2 separate regions of the Mus musculus genome follow, and region 2 is linked to region 1. Evidence: chromatin contacts called from public Hi-C data. All regions are on one chromosome and are shown on one strand. The core of a region is the stretch at or near the end of the contact, and the rest is flanking DNA. Distances in the headings are between cores, read along the strand shown.

What was found. A called contact is a pair of places that touch in the nucleus more often than the background predicts.
Region 2: a contact with region 1 is called in a Hi-C map of cortical neurons, with 2.1 times the contacts expected there. The contact joins two enhancer-like sites. A contact is called at or near these places in 4 of 39 promoter capture datasets (embryonic stem cells, pre-B cells, stem cell-derived epiblast-like cells and 1 more), 1 of 15 datasets of contacts at CTCF or cohesin (embryonic stem cells), 12 of 484 Hi-C or Micro-C datasets (B cells, the G1E-ER4 cell line, the P5424 cell line and 5 more), 4 of 115 datasets of contacts at active chromatin or transcription factors (bone marrow-derived macrophages, embryonic stem cells and regulatory T cells) and 2 of 9 other capture datasets (adipose tissue and liver).

What each region holds. Positions count from the first base shown.
Region 1 is chr16:89,783,854-89,791,477 of GRCm38.p6, forward strand. Tiam1 (T cell lymphoma invasion and metastasis 1) reads right to left here. Exons shown (of 28, transcript NM_009384.3): 28 at 3,258-5,738. The coding sequence ends at 5,269. Among named protein-coding and RNA genes, the nearest start is that of Gm52239, 6.7 kb to the right of the region's middle. Within about 2 kb of position 4,853, at least 8 of the 459 cell types and tissues checked have an H3K27ac peak or open chromatin away from gene starts, as enhancers often do. A contact at or near this core is called in cortical neurons, where this site is marked.
Region 2 is chr16:89,917,962-89,925,585 of GRCm38.p6, forward strand. All of the region lies in intron 2 of Tiam1 (T cell lymphoma invasion and metastasis 1), which reads right to left. Among named protein-coding and RNA genes, the nearest start is that of Tiam1, 39 kb to the right of the region's middle. Within about 2 kb of position 3,635, at least 36 of the 459 cell types and tissues checked have an H3K27ac peak or open chromatin away from gene starts, as enhancers often do. A contact at or near this core is called in cortical neurons, where this site is marked.

The DNA of each region.
Region 1 (7,624 bases), core at 3,603-6,102:
TGTTCCCAACCCCGCTCCTACCTGGGTTTTTCCTCCGTCCACAAACCAAATGATACTATTCCTGGAGTCATGACCACATTGCTATCTGTCTGAGTTTAAGACTGAACTATGAACCATCTGCTGGAGCCAGAATTGGATTCTAGGATGTCTCTGGTCCAACTACTGAGTCTCAACTTTATATAAACTTTATCCTTAAAATGTCTATAGGATTCTTGGTTGTTTTGTTTGGTTCTGTTGGTTGGTTTGCAGTTTTTTGGGGTTTTTGTTTGTTTTTTTATAGAGGGGGGCTTTTTATTTTCCTTAAGTTATATTAGATCTTGGATAAAAAGTATACTAACCTTGTCTGGGATATAAACTTGATTTTACCACTATCATAAAAAAAAAACCTCAATCTTCATTTAAATTTGGGGGCAAAACAAGAATCAGCATCATGACGGGAGACAGTCTAGAGGGGGAAAATGTATGGAGAATTAACTATTGTTATCTTCTTCATAGACCATTGGCTGGGCTTTCCCCAAAACAAAACAAGCCCCTGATGTGGATGGGTGGAAGGAGAAAATCCTATCCAATCAAGCATTCCTCTCCCAAAGAATCTAAATACAAGGTCAGGTAAGAAAGTCAGGCTCCCCTGGTGAAGACTCGAGTGTGGAGCACGATTTTGGGCCACATGTAGGTTCATCACGGCTACCTACAGTATAGAAAGGAACATGCTACATGCTCCTTTCGTTCTCCCCAGAAACCAACCCCCTCTCTGACCTCACAGACACTGTACACACACACACACACACACACACACACACACACACACGGTGTGTACATACATGAGATGGCGTGTGGTGCAGATGCCTTTCCAGCATCAAACCATTCACCTTAGGCTCATTAGACATTAAGTTCAGGCTCATCAGATAAGAGAACGCCCGTGAACCGCACTGATTTGGGTTCAGTCGCTCTGCCTGGAGTCAGGGGTTTGTATCCCTCGTGTGTGTGTGTGTGTGTGTGTGTGTGTGTGTGTGTGTGAACTCATGGAGGGGTGCCTGTGGCGATGGTGGTGTTGACAGCGCCGCACATCAACACCGCGTTCCTTCCTTAGCTCTTCCCTACCTTAACCCTTGAAACAGGTTCTCAAAGGACCTGGAAAACTCTTGAGTCAGCTGGACCGACTGCCCAGTGAGTCCCAGCAGTCCTAGGTCAACCTCCCTAGTCGTGAAATTACAGACATGTATTTAGAAAAAATTACTTGTTGTATATGTATTGGTGTGAGGGTGTCATATACTCTGGAACTGGATTTATAGACAGTTGTGAGCTGTCCCGTGGGTGCTGGGAATTGAACCCGGGTCCCTTTTCCAGCCTCAGGTGTGTATTCTTAAGCCTGACGTTTTATGTGGGTTATGGAAGTGAACCTCAGTCCTCATGCTTGAGAAGCAAGGCACTTTTCCTACTGAGCCCCAGCCTGGCCCCCAGGTTTCTGCGTTTCTTTCATCATCCTGGGGCAGCCGATGCTATTGGTCCACAGACACCTCTGCCTGAGCACAGACCTACAAGCAAGAATATGAGCTGGATAGACTAGGCGATCGGCAAGGGAAAAATTTACATGGAGTTCAGGCATGGGGAATGTGTGTGTGTGTTCACAGGTGTGTGCATTCATGCATGTGTATCATGTGTGAATGTGTTCACAGGTGTGTGCATTTGTGTGTGTATGCTTGTGTGTACAGTATGAGTGTGTGGGGGGGTGGCGGGGGGAGTGATGACTGACCAGGTAAGGCTGTTCAAGACTCTGGACCTCTGTCTGAGAGAACAGTGACCCATGACCACCTTTTGTCCCGGGTCTGGAGTAGCCTAGGGCTGCAGACCCTCATGACAGAATGCAGAGTTTCAAGTTGATTCACCCACACCTGAGTTCTGCACTGCCCCTCACGCACCCTTAGAAACCCCTCTCAAAGCCCTCAGCCTGCTCACCTTGGGACAAGGCAAGAGACAGGAAACAAATTGGATTGTGCCAACCATGGAGTGAAAATTATTGTGAAGAACCCTGCACCTAACTAAAATGCAGGCCCATTTCTCGTTTCTGCAACACTACCCAGTGGCTGTCCCATATGACATGTGCTCTATCAGGCTCGACCAGCATTGAGTGTGTGGGAGGTCCCTGTTGTATAAGCAAACATTGTATCATTTACCCTGGGTAAACGATACAGTGTCGCAAGCACCCTCGGTTTTGGAATTCATAGGTATACACAGGTACTTAGTAACAGATGAGTGTTTTGTATTTCTGTTTGTTTGTTTGTTTGTTTGTTTGTGACAATGTCTCACTATGTAGGCCTGGATATTCTGGCTCCCTGAGTAGACCAGGCTGGCCTCGAGCTGAGATCTACCTGCCTCTGCCTCTCGAGTGCTGGGATGAAAGATGTGCACACCCCCACCACCACCACCACCACTGCCTGGCCCTGTTTTTGATTTCTTATTCTCCAGATCTTTAGACCAGTATTTAAAAAAAAAAATCATTATGGAGAATTTCATTCATATGTATAAGAAAATATGATCATATATACCAACTGTCCACACAACCCACTCAACACATCCTGCCCCAACTTCATGTGTTTTCTTTTAAAATAACATACTTAAGCACGGTAGTACGGGCCACCTTAGGCCAGGATGTTTATTATTATTTATATTTTGGTTAAAAGTCCGAGCTTTGCCAGAGCATCTTCCCTGGAAGATCACAATAGCTACTTCGATTTTCCTACATTGTGAGGCAGGGCCTCACTCTGCAGCTGGGTCTCACTAGCAATACATTCCTGGCCAGCCTCAAACGTGTACTCAGCTTCTGACTGCTTCCTGAGTGCTGAGGTTACAGACAGGTGCCTCCATATCTGTTCCCACACCACACACACACACACACACACACACACACACACACACACACCCACCCCACAGCCACCAAAATGGCTCACCAGGTAACAAGCATTGCTGCTACACCTAACTAACTGCAGTATCTGGGGTTACGTGGTATGACAAGAAAGAATCATTTCTGTTAAGTTATCCCTCTAACCTCCACAGGCACAGTATGGCATGCATGCGTGCGTGCGTGCGAGCGTGCGTGCGTACGTGTGTGCGTGAGAGAGAGAGAGAGAGAGTGCAAGCACACGTGTACACACATAGACACACACACACACAATCACAGGACTTTTCTCTCCTGGACTTGCTCTCTCCCACACTTAGCTCTTCAGCCCTTTATCAAAAAAGGCACAGGGAAGTCGAAGCCCTTTTCAGTACTTTTATTGTTGGACAGGCATTTACAACGTTCCATTCATAGACCTAAAAACATAAAAATAGACCTTCTTTCAGCTTATAAAAGAAATATATAAGAACTTTTGACATAGACACATCATGACCGTATATACAAGAGACAATGGCACCCTCTCTAAGCACCAGACTTTCCAGTATTTTTTTTTCCGATGGACGTGTTGCAGGGAGACCAGAAAATGTGACTATCCGACACCTCTGCTTCAGTTTCCCATCCGGACGCAATCGACCCCGAGATGTTACGAACAGTGCAGTGGTACAAAGGGCATAGAAACCACTCTAAAGCTTCTTAAGAAAACCAGAAGGTAATAGCAAAAACTGTAATAGAATAAAACTTTCAAAAGATCAAGCTCAAAGCCCTGGAAACCCGAAAGGGGGGGGGGGGAGAGAGGTCAGGAAAGCAGGAAAGCAAGCCGGGGTGGGGGAGGCTTTAGAGCATGGTGTTCTGAACTCTCTATCTGGAAATATAAAGTCATAACTGATTCTTATAAAATATAATTGCTAAAGCTACTATAAAATTCAGGTCTTTAAAGTACCTACCGATGTATCAAACACCAAATAGATATATAGATATATAGATATATAGATATTTTTTTATTTCCAAAAACAAAGTTTTCATATTATTTAAACCCTTCTTAAGGAATGGACATTGTGAAATGGGGAGGAGGAGGGCGGAACAAAAAGCTATAAACCTTTTTTTTTTTAAAAATGAAAGTGCTAGAATGGGTTTTGTTCTTCCTGTCTGGACATCCATTTAGAAGGTTAGGCCCCGTAGCGAGTTTACCCTGTCTCATTGGCATGGAGGAAATATTAACCACAAAGGACGTCTCTGAAGAGGTTCTAAGATTCTGCCGTGGACTCTCAGGGAAGGGGAGGTCATCTGTGGATGAAGATGCAAGTTTGATGGGAAAACCAATGATTGCCATGGCAACCCCATGAGGAGGCTCCCCTCCCCCACCATGAACAACAGACACACGCACACACTGCCCCATTTCCTGTCCCTGTAATCCAACCAAACTCCCATCTCAAATATAGATTCATACATTTAAAAAAAAAATCTGTTTCTCAGAAAAGTTTATTCTTAGCATGAGCTTCTTGTTGGCCGTTTGTGTATAAATATAAAGTCATCGTGCCCCGCTTGCTCTGCAAAAGGTTATATCCTCATTTTCAGACTGAGTTACACCTAACACTGTAAAATTCTCATCTATTTGTGCCCCTGCATCTCAAGGAAAATACAAAAAATAGTGTTTCTTTTTTTTCTTCTCTCTCCCTCTAAGTGATAAATTTGGATCTCTTTTCCAAGAGTTTGGCATCTTTATAATTCTCTGCAAAACTAGAGCTTCCAGACACTGACACAGAGTAAGACCAGCTATAGACATGAACAGAAGAAAAAAAAAATAAGAATAAAGGCTCATCGTACAGAGACGACCACCCTTTCCTCACACATTCTTAAGATACACAGATATTCTCGGACGCTGAAGAGGGGAGGAGTCAGAACACTGCACGCTGTACAGGTGTTTCCATCTGTTCCGTTTCTCTATGTGTGTTTGAAGGTGGTTGTTCCTCAGCTGCGAGACTGGATTTAGAGAGGTGGAGCTGGGACAATCTGTGCACACCGTCCTGTCCCTGTTTTGACTGCTGGGGTGGGGACGGTTTGATTTCTAGCGCTATCGGTTCTTCGTTCTAAATCTTCAGGCCCCGATGAATTGAGAATAAATAAAAGAAAGCCCTTGGCACAGAGGAAAGGACTCAAGCTTGTTTGTCTGGGATTCTGAACGATTCTCTCTGGTGTCATTAAGAATGATGAAGGTGGGTGGCTACATGGCTTCAGACCCAAGTCAGCTGCCAAAATCTGTGTCAAGAGTGCGACCTAAGGGGACATTCTCGTGGACGGCACAGGAGGGTGGGCGGAGTGAGGGTGGGGCCGGCATCATATCTACACACATATTCTCTACAGGGACAAGGAAGTCATATCTCCGTGTTCAGTTTCCTGGAGGGGGCAAAGTCTTCGCGCCTGACCCAAATGACTTCCTCGCTCGCACTCTCCAGGCCCCCGTTGATGCCCGAGAGGGCCGCTTGCTTCTTGAGCTGTGTCATGCGGGAGGCGTGGCTATCGAGGGTTCTCCGGCCTCGGGCCCGCTGACTGATGGAGGCAGCCTGAAGCTGCTCCTGAAGGTCTCTGTCCACTGAGGCGCCCTTCAGGGACTCACAGAATTCGTCATCGTCACTGAGGATGTCTGTCTCCTTGATGTCATCCTGCTCCTCGTACTGAGCAAGATCGAACTGTTCCTCTACCCATCGGTCAGTGTCCCCACCACCGGCGGGCTGCTGGGGCTCTTTCTCCGGGCTGCTGGCTGAGATGGCGTCTGAATCGATGGTAAACCTGTTTCGGGCCAGTCGCCGCCTCCTCCTCCCAAGAGACTTGCTTGGGGCAGACACTGCACACACACACAAAAATATAAAAATAAACCCCCACATGCTTTACTGTGAGATGAAAACCCAGCAAGCAAAGAAAAGAAGCATAAAAGGTGAATGGGGCTTCAGGAGTTTGGGGTCTACCCCTTACTGTCCCAGTGGTGTCTACTTTGCTCAGACATCTGAAGGGATCTTCAGATCTAAGGACGGGCCCAGAGACTAAGTGAGGAGTGAGGGTCTAAACACTAGAGGCTCTGGGTTATGGAGAAAGAAATAATCTACTTTAACCCGTGTACCCACATGACAGGAAACACAGATGTCTACTGTTCTCAGCATTGGGCCAGAGACTGTCCTCAACACGACTGTGCCCACGGCACAGAGCTAGAGAGCTTACCCCAGGGTTATCCGAGGGTCACGTAGCCAGGAGAGAGGTGTTTGATAAGCCTGAGAGAAGCCTTCAGGGGTTTTGCTGTGAAGCATTGCTGTGCTCTCTGGAGCACTGTGCTGTGGACAGTGCTTTCCAGGGACGTAAGCACCCACAGTTAGATTGAGGGCATCACATTCTTGGAGACTGGATGTCAGTTGTCAGAGACACTGCCCTTCCAGTCCACTCTTTGTACCCTTTCTGATAAGGTCCAACATGACCTCTGAGGCTAAGCAGAGCCATAGTCCTAACTAACTCCAAGCTGTGAATCGCCAACTCTTCTACAGTGCAATTAAAACTACAGTGTGCCTGAGTGGCGTAAGAGAAATAACAGATGCCACTCTAGCACTGAGGAACAGTGCGCCACAGAAAGTTACTCCAAGGTAAAATATTGGGGTTTATTCATTTACCCCACTGCCCTCCAGGAAGCCAGGATTACTAAAGGCAAGCAAACAAATAGAGATTCCAATCAATCAAGCAATGAATGCTCCCACCACTCGCCGCACGCACGCACGCAAGAACGCACGCACGCAATGGCTCTGGTGGAAACAATGCCACTTCTCCCCGGAGGCCGAAGTAACTGTTGCATCGGACACTCTGAGGTGAAATGCAACACAGGCTTTTTCCATGGAGGGAGCAACGCACACACCAGTCAGGAGCAGCTGTCCTGGAACCCAAGTCTCAAAAGCAGCGAGGCTGCTTCAGCATTGCCAGGAGACACCTACTGTCCAGGTTCTGAGAGTCCCATTATCTCCACACACAGACCAGATGGGCACCGCACAATAGAAAGAAACTCCAGGCAACATGGGAGGAAATGGAAAGCTACTTCTCCTAAAAGTGTCGTCTTCGCTTCGAGCCTAACCCCACTGCAGTCCAACCTTGTTCTACTCAATCGCTACATCTGAATGGCATCAGTTCACTACTGCTCTACTGGAAACGTGAGCATGGTCTTCATGGTGGGATTTAGGGGCCAAGTGCAGTCATGGCTGCCCCTCTGAAACGTGCCAAGGTAAGATGGTGCACGCAGATGGCAGATGGGTGGGCAGCAGTGAAAATAAAGCAAAATACTAATTATGGAATATAGATGTAGGGATGGATTCTTTTAGCTGCTCCATAAGCCTCAGATTTTCCATAAAAAGATTATAGACTATGAGAAATTTTAAGTCGGTTATTGGCTGAAGTAGTCCCACTTTAGAGTAAGTATGGAGGCGGGGTATCTGTCTATACGCTCTCCAGACTGCACACGGGTCTTGTGAAATGCAGAGTGTGTTACAGTTGTCTGCCTTTTATGAAAAGGACATTTAATAAGCCAGATGGCATTAGTGGGTCTCTCTCCGTCTCAGAGAGGCAGTCTTTGCCTGAACCACTGGAGCGCCATTTTGGAAATTGTGGAACACAGACTCTCCAATGGTAGTGAGTTACGTCAAAGGCAGGGTGGATAGAAATGTTTTTCAGCCAAAAAATGAGCCCTCTGGCAGGAAAACA
Region 2 (7,624 bases), core at 2,385-4,884, 130 kb after region 1:
TTTCTTACTTACTGGGGAGCTTTTCATTCTCAGAGGGAAGGTCTAAACTTTATATGTACACTTAAGAGGAAGCAGCATCAGAGAAAGGCCAGCTCTCCCTGATCCTAAGGTTCTGAACACACTACCTTTCCTGGGGATAGGCACTGAAAACCTAAGGTTTCTGAAAAACCCCGGCTCTCACCGGGGACCATTAAATCGTGTATGTGTGTTCACATCAAATATAGTGATAAATATCTGATCTCTGGTAGGTAATAAAACAATCTCCTATGCAGACAGTAGAAACACAACAGAAAGACCCGTGTCTGCCTGCCTACCACACAACATGGGCTTCATGACCAGTCTGGAGGTGACAGGCTGAAAGCCTGCTTCTAGGCACACTGCATTTTACTGTGTGGCTAATTTCAGATGTGTTTTAGGGGGAAGTAATTAAGAAATTTCAGCCATCGATCTAGAAAAATAAAGGTTAACAACAGTGAACAACAGAAAATAATTTTAAAAAAAAATCACTTCCAGAAGAAAAAGTTTGTTGATATAAGCAGAATTTCTATCCTCAGAGTTGGGCGTCTGGGGCTGTGCAGTGCTCATCTTCCACAGAAAAATCCCGTCTCAGGAAGCCATTACTAACAGAAGGAAGTCTCCTCGCCCCGTGTGGCCGCAGCCTCAGGTGGCACCTGGCTCGGCTGATCTGCATCCCTCCAAACTATGCCTCCCTTCCTTAGGACTGCAGGCTTCTCCATGGTTGTTCCCCTTTCTCCAGCCCTGCGCTCTGCCCTTCTTCCCCCACCAACTCAATAGAGGGTACTCTTCTCTCTCTGAGACTGGCCTCGGACCTTCAGACTCCCAGCTACCTGTCTCCAGCAGGTCCCTCCTTCTCTCCTGTGGAACACCTCATGGGAGCTCCTGCTGGTGTTTCTAAGCACACACACCACAGATCGTTAGGAACGCCCATACTCAAAATTCTGCTGAGCAAGGCGACTTGTAAAGGCAAGCAGACTTCTGGGTTCAGAAACGGGGGCGAGACGCCATTTGATGAAGCCCTTTCCCTCACAGGTCTAACTGAAGCGGACTCGGGGCTACACGCTGAAAGCACACTCCCTTGGTACTTTGCGGGAGTTTCCTGGGAGCTCGCATCTGTCTTTCCTCCTCCTCCTTCCCCAGCCCCTGCTTCTCCCACAAGGTCCTTGAGCTACCCGCTCCGTATCTACCCCATCCCTTCTGCTCCTATCCCACCCTGAGCCCCCTAGCTTTAATCTCTATTACTCTCCTGTCCCATCGACCTCACCACGTATAAACTGAACTAATGCCATTCGAGACAAGGTTACACATGCAGCCGCTTCAGTCCCTGCCCCACCAGCTAGGATGCAAATGTTTCTTGCACAAGCAGCAGAGGGGAGACTTCTGAGGACACACTCACAGATTTCTCCGGGAGCTCATGGAGAGAAGAGTGGAGGGATGGATACTGGAATAAAACTTTAAATATACGTGAGTTTTTTGAAAGAAGGAATGCCTATCTTTCCTCCAAATAAAATGCATGTAGAGTAGTGGGATGTTACAATGTTCACATGTTACAATACAGAGTTTGATTGACAGCGCTGCAAGGCTCTGATCTACCGAGATGTCTCCAGCCCCTTTTCTCCTCTAGAGTCCCATAATTATCAATTATTTGATTATTTATCTTAATCCTCTCTTCTGATCAGGTCTGGTGGCTTACATTACACCTGTAGTCCCAACTCTTGGGAGATGGAGTCAGGAGGATGGCAAATTCAAGGCCAAACTGAGTTACAACATTGCGAAAAGTGCTGGGGTCAAGTCCTAGCAACTCATGAAGTGGACATGGGCGGTAGAGGCAAAAGGATCAGAAATTCTGTGTCACCCTGAGCTACAAATCAAGTTCAAGGCTATCCCGGGCTACATTAGAGCTTATCTTTAAATTGTGTGTGTGTGTGTGTGTGTGTGTGTGTGTGTGTGTGTTTGTGTGTGTGTGTGTGTGTTAGGATTACAAGTTCTGTGAGGGAATAGCTCACTACTTTCTGTCATAGTGGTCAACGGGACATGTCCACTTATATTACATATACCCGTAATACCCCACTACTGTCCACACAAGCCAAGGATGGGAACTACTGATTTGACCAAACAACCAGACACCAGAGTCAATAAGCCGACAAGCAACTGACTTTCCTTTTCTCCATGGCATGAGGGACAGCGTCAGTATCTGCCAAATGAAGACATTCTAAGCAGTCTGTCCCCATAGAGTGTTCACAGTGAGTAGCTGGCTGGTGCTTCTTGTACTCAAGGGAGCTTGTCATCCTGGGTTGCTGGGATCCCAGGTTTCTACTCAAGCCAACACCTTCCAGCTCTTTCTCAGGATGGTGGAAAACAGCACTGGGGGCCGGAAGCACAGACTCGGAGCACACAGTTGGGCACTTGGCACCTCAGTGCCCTTCGCGTGACCCTTCACCCAGCTGCCCTATGACACACGTGCAAGCTGCGGAGGCCATGGTTCCCTGAGCTCCAGGCTGGCGGTACTTGATGCCAGCCTTGAAATCGCTAACCTCTCCCACTCGTGATCCAAGACTTCAAGTGCACAGCGGGGAGAGTGTGTGGGGGTGTCCCCAGCAAGTCCTCAATTCCAACCCAGCTGGGGCTGGGAGTTGAGCCTGAAAGCCCATCCACGGGGAGGAGGGTCGGGCTGATTGTTCAACCCCCTCCTACACCCTGCTCATGACTAATGCACCATGCTGAGAAAGCATTTCCTCCCAGCTAGGAAGAACTGACAAGTCCCCATTTAAACCAAACCAGTCCTGAGAAGGCTGGGGAGGAGGGGGGTGCCCTCCATGGCCTAAGCATAGCCCTTTCTGAAAATGCCCACCTTCGGAGAACACAGGCTAAGCACTCGGGCTTAAGACTGCCTCCTAACACTGCTTTTCCATGTGCCACATGAAGGAACACACACCACAGGTGGGTAAGCCATGTTCCTTTTCTTGAGAGCTGAGAGAACTTGTTAACTGGGTACAAACCAGCCAACCTCTCTGTGGCTTCAGATTCTTTGAAATACAATGGAGTGCCTCTAACCATTAGGCTCCACAGCCCAGTGGGTGTGGTGTAGCGAGTATCTCAGGAAATCAGTTATGGTTTATGCTTTGGAGGCTCTAGTCTGTGGTCTGCTGGTGAGGGGGCTCCTGCTGGATGCAAAGTCACTCCACAGACAGAGAGTGGAAAGAGAGATGAAACAGGGAAAAGACGAGGTCCCCAAATCCTCACAAGACACAGCCCATAATCTTTCCACCGGTGCCCGTAACCTTAAAAGGTTCCCAAAAGTGACAGGCTGGAGATTAAGCCTTAGAATAGGGGCTTTTGAGAGAGACTCCAACTGGCATGTAAGGGGGAGGGGGCGCATGCTGTACATAATCAATGTAGGGATTTGTTTTTCCAGTAGTGATTTTCCACTCAAAATAGCATCCATGAGGAGAAGGAGGGGATTAATCAAGTGTATTCACTAAACAGAGCCTGGTGATCAAAATAACAGCAGCCTCCTGCTTCTGCGATGCCGCGTTCCCGCAAGCGCAGGGAGGCTGGGCTGGGGGAGGCCTGAGCCAATGCTGGCGCCTGGGTGCCAGCTCCGGAGCCTCCTGTTTGGATCTGTTTCTCTCCCTGTCCTCACACTTGCAGGAACAATGTACCATCTGTGCCGTGCCACCCAGCTCAGTTCCGTTTCCCATGAAGGTAAATAAGACCCTGATGTCATTCTCCGTCTTAAAAAGTCCCTTCGACGACTGTTCTCAGGCCGCGGTCTTCACTCAACTCAACCCAATCCCACTCCGATCCCAACTCGATCTGCCTGCTCCGTCCACGGAGGGAGGAGCGATCTGCCTGCTCCGTCCACGGAGGGAGGAGCGGGGCGGTTCAGTAGGTAAAGGGGCTTGCCACAAAGCCAGGCGAGCTCCATCTTCGGGATCTCTAGAGTGAAAGGAGAGAACTCTACCACCGATGGGGGAGAAAAATGCAAAACCTTAAATCCCTGCCTGCATACACACCACGCATGTGTTACACACCACGCATGTGTTACACAACATGCCAATATTGCCTCGAGGTGCATTTTAACACAAAACAAAGCATTATCTATGTGTCAATGGCAGCCTTGATGTTCAAAACCAGCTTCGGTTCCAACTGAAGCTGGAACAGACCCTCGCTTACGTCTCCTACACTCCACGGGGCTGAGGAGGTGGCTCTGTGGTACAGCGTTCACTGCACAAGCCCGAGGACCTGAGTGTGGACCTCCCAGTACCCACAGGGAAGCTAGAAATGGCAGCATGGCCGTGTAATCCTAGCAGTGAGGAGACACAAACAAGAGGATCCCTGGGGCTGGCCAGCCAGGCTAGATGAGTTGTAAGTTCCAAGTTCAACGATACATACTGTCTCTAAGGAAGAGGTTAAAAGCAATAATCAGGGAAGACATGTGATACTGACTTCTGGCCTACACCGCGCACACACACACACACACACACACACACACACACACACACACACACTGGTACCCTGATAGCCCTGCTCCAGCTCATACTAATGACACAGAGTAACAACACTTGGTGGGTTGTGCAGTCTCATCCAGCGCAATGCCATGTGCTAAAAGTACCGTGCCGGGATCAGTGAGCCAAGAAAAGGAACAGAGCGCCATCTCTGTTCACTGTGTGTAAAGACAGGGCAGACGCCTGAAGGCACTGTGTGCTACAGAAAGTGGAATGGCGGATGTAAAGGTGGCGAGGGGAAGTGGGGACCAGAAGGAAGGTTGTGCAGCGATGTTTAGAGGTCAGCCTAAGAAAGTGAGACAGCCCTGGAGTTGGATGGCCAGGCTTATGTAAACAGGAATGCACTTAACAGCATGGAGCCATATGTGTATGTAAATGGTTACTACAGACAGCTGTATGCTGTGAATATCACAGGAGAGTAAAAATAGCTAGAGAACATGAATAAAATATGCAAGGTGCTTCATAATTTAAGAAGTGTGTGTATATGTGTGTGAACAATTATATGCACATATACACGCATAAACATAAACAAACAAACACACACACACACACACATGATCAGTTAATCACCATAGCAACCTGGGACCAGGTAAGCGCTTCACACCTACCCCACTTACAGGCATGAAGGTATACCTGCTGTCTGGGGACACAGGAGTGGCTCACTTGTCTTTGGATCCAGGCCCACGTCCTTCAGCTTCTGATATGGTCATTTATCTGCACAGAAGGGCTTACCAGGGCTTCCAGAGAGACACTGCCTATGGTCAAAGTTAAGCTCTTCAAACCCAGCAGGCGACAAGAGGAGACTCAGACCCCTTCCACGCCCCCCAACCCCCACTGACTTTCTTCATCTTAAAGACTTTTTTAGAACATACTGACATGCAGCCGAAAGTGAGTGTTTCATTGCTTCCCACTGTGGGAAACAACCTTTAACAAAATGGGCCTGCTCATAGTACGCCTCCCTGCCTTAATCAAGCTCTCAAGCTGGCTGCCTCGCTGGCTGTTCCAAGCACTGATGTCACTGCCAGAGACACCCTCACCTGGGAATCTTCCTGCTCCAAGGTTCTATCTCTTCTCATCCGAATCTTCTCCATCAGCCATAAAAGCACCACGCAGGCCGTGAGGAAGATGGCAGTGACATCTGAGGAGTTTGTCCTTGGCTCCAGCTCCACTTACTCACGGGATAAACCGAATGGCAGACTCCCAGGAGGGAGGCAAGGAGAAGAAGGGATGGGGTGGGTGCCTTGAAAAGGAGTGCTATGGAGACCTCTATCATCCCAAGTCCTTTGTCACCACCCAGGTAAAAAGGGGGCAGAGAGAGAGAGAAAGAGAGAGAGAGAGAGAGAGAGAGAGAGAGAGAGAGAGATACCTCACCGTGTCTCACACATGTATTGAGGAATAAGGCAGAGTCAACAGCACGGGACACACAGGTTCCAGCAGCAACGATTCCTCCTGCTCGCACTAACACACAGCCGCAAGAGTTCCCTCCCATTAGGTATGTTTGTAAATCTTTCCTTGCGTGGATGCAGATTAAACCCAGGGCCTTATATGCACTATCGGAAGAGACGGAGCACTAAATGACATCACCGGTCCCTCAGTAATTAAGGGGGGAGGGGATCATCAATGGCTGTGAACCAAAATTTCTAATTACGGGTCTATTATTTTGCTTTGTCTTTAACATAATGCATCCAAGATTCTTGAAGACACACCAGTGAACTGTTCGAAAATACTTTGGGATGTGATATGCATATTTAAATCTTTAAAAGACTTTAATATCTCTTTCTGGGACTCAGTTAAAAAAAATGCACCTTCTCCAAGACCTCTTGGGATGAGGGAAATCACAGCCCTGTTTCTAGGTAGTAAGTCTGGCCTGGCATCCACTCCACCACCCTGTTCTGGCATGAGAGGTCTGGGACACCGGCATGAGACTTAGCTGCTGCCACCGGCCCAGGCTTCCATGAGACAAATGGAAGGCCTGGCAGCTGTTATTTCTTGTTGGGGCGCAGCGCAGCGCTGTTTGTTACGTATGTCCCATTTATAATGAGAGTCGGTCAGCTTCTTTTTGTTTGAACTTGACACAATGGGAAAAGCCCTTAGGGGTTAATTATTAATCTCCAAATGAAATCTGAAACAGATAATGAACGGGTCTTGGGCAATGGGAAAGACACCCAGCAACATGTGTCAAAACCAGGACCTGTTCCCAGGCTCTCAAGCTCAAGTGCATCACCACAGCCGTGAGCTGCAAGGCGGAGAGGAGGGGCTTGGCCCACGGCCCAGGGATTCTACGCCTGCTACTTCATACCCAAGCAACGGGAGAGAGTTTCTTCATCCTGCCAAGCCTCGGTCCCCTCTATGATAAAATGGGGACAGAGTGAGTAAGAGAAGAGCCAGGGAAGAGCACACTGGGCAGGCAGGACCTGAGCCTTGGCGGTCAGTGGCACTGGAGAGGAAGCTGGGTTTTCCTGGCATTATCGGGCAGCAGAGGCTCGGGTGTTTGAGCCATGCTTCAAGCATGAAAAGTGCTCTCTGCAATCCACACCTGAATTCATCCTCCCCTTGCTCCTTGTGGCCGTCGCTGAACGCACAGGGCCCCCTGACAAGGATGGCAAAGACAGACACCTGACAATTACAGGACGAGCAACGTCCTCCGTGATGATCCACGACGGCCCACATACACGGCTCTGCGAGAGGAGCCGCCAGCTCTTCAAGGGAGGTCTCTACAGTCCCATCTTCACTTAATATTTTGCAAACTGTTGTTGCCTAAAAGTAGCTGTTGATGGCTTATCTTCCAAATAAGAAACAAAATTGTCGTATCTTGGAACGAATACAGCCAGCGGAAGATATTATTACTGCCCAAGAACTTGTCGGGAAAGGAGCGAGACAGTTCATGGAAAAGCACACGCCAAGTGCGCCTGAGGACCTGAGTTCAAATCCCAGAAAAAAACATGTCGTGAGAATCTATAATTCCAGCACTCTTGGGAGTGCTGAAGAAGAGGAGAGGCAGAAAATGGGGAGAACCCAGAAGCTAAGGATTAGCTAGCCTCATGTACATACCAGAAAACCCCAAAGTGTGCTTCTATCAAGGTAGATGGCCAGAAGAA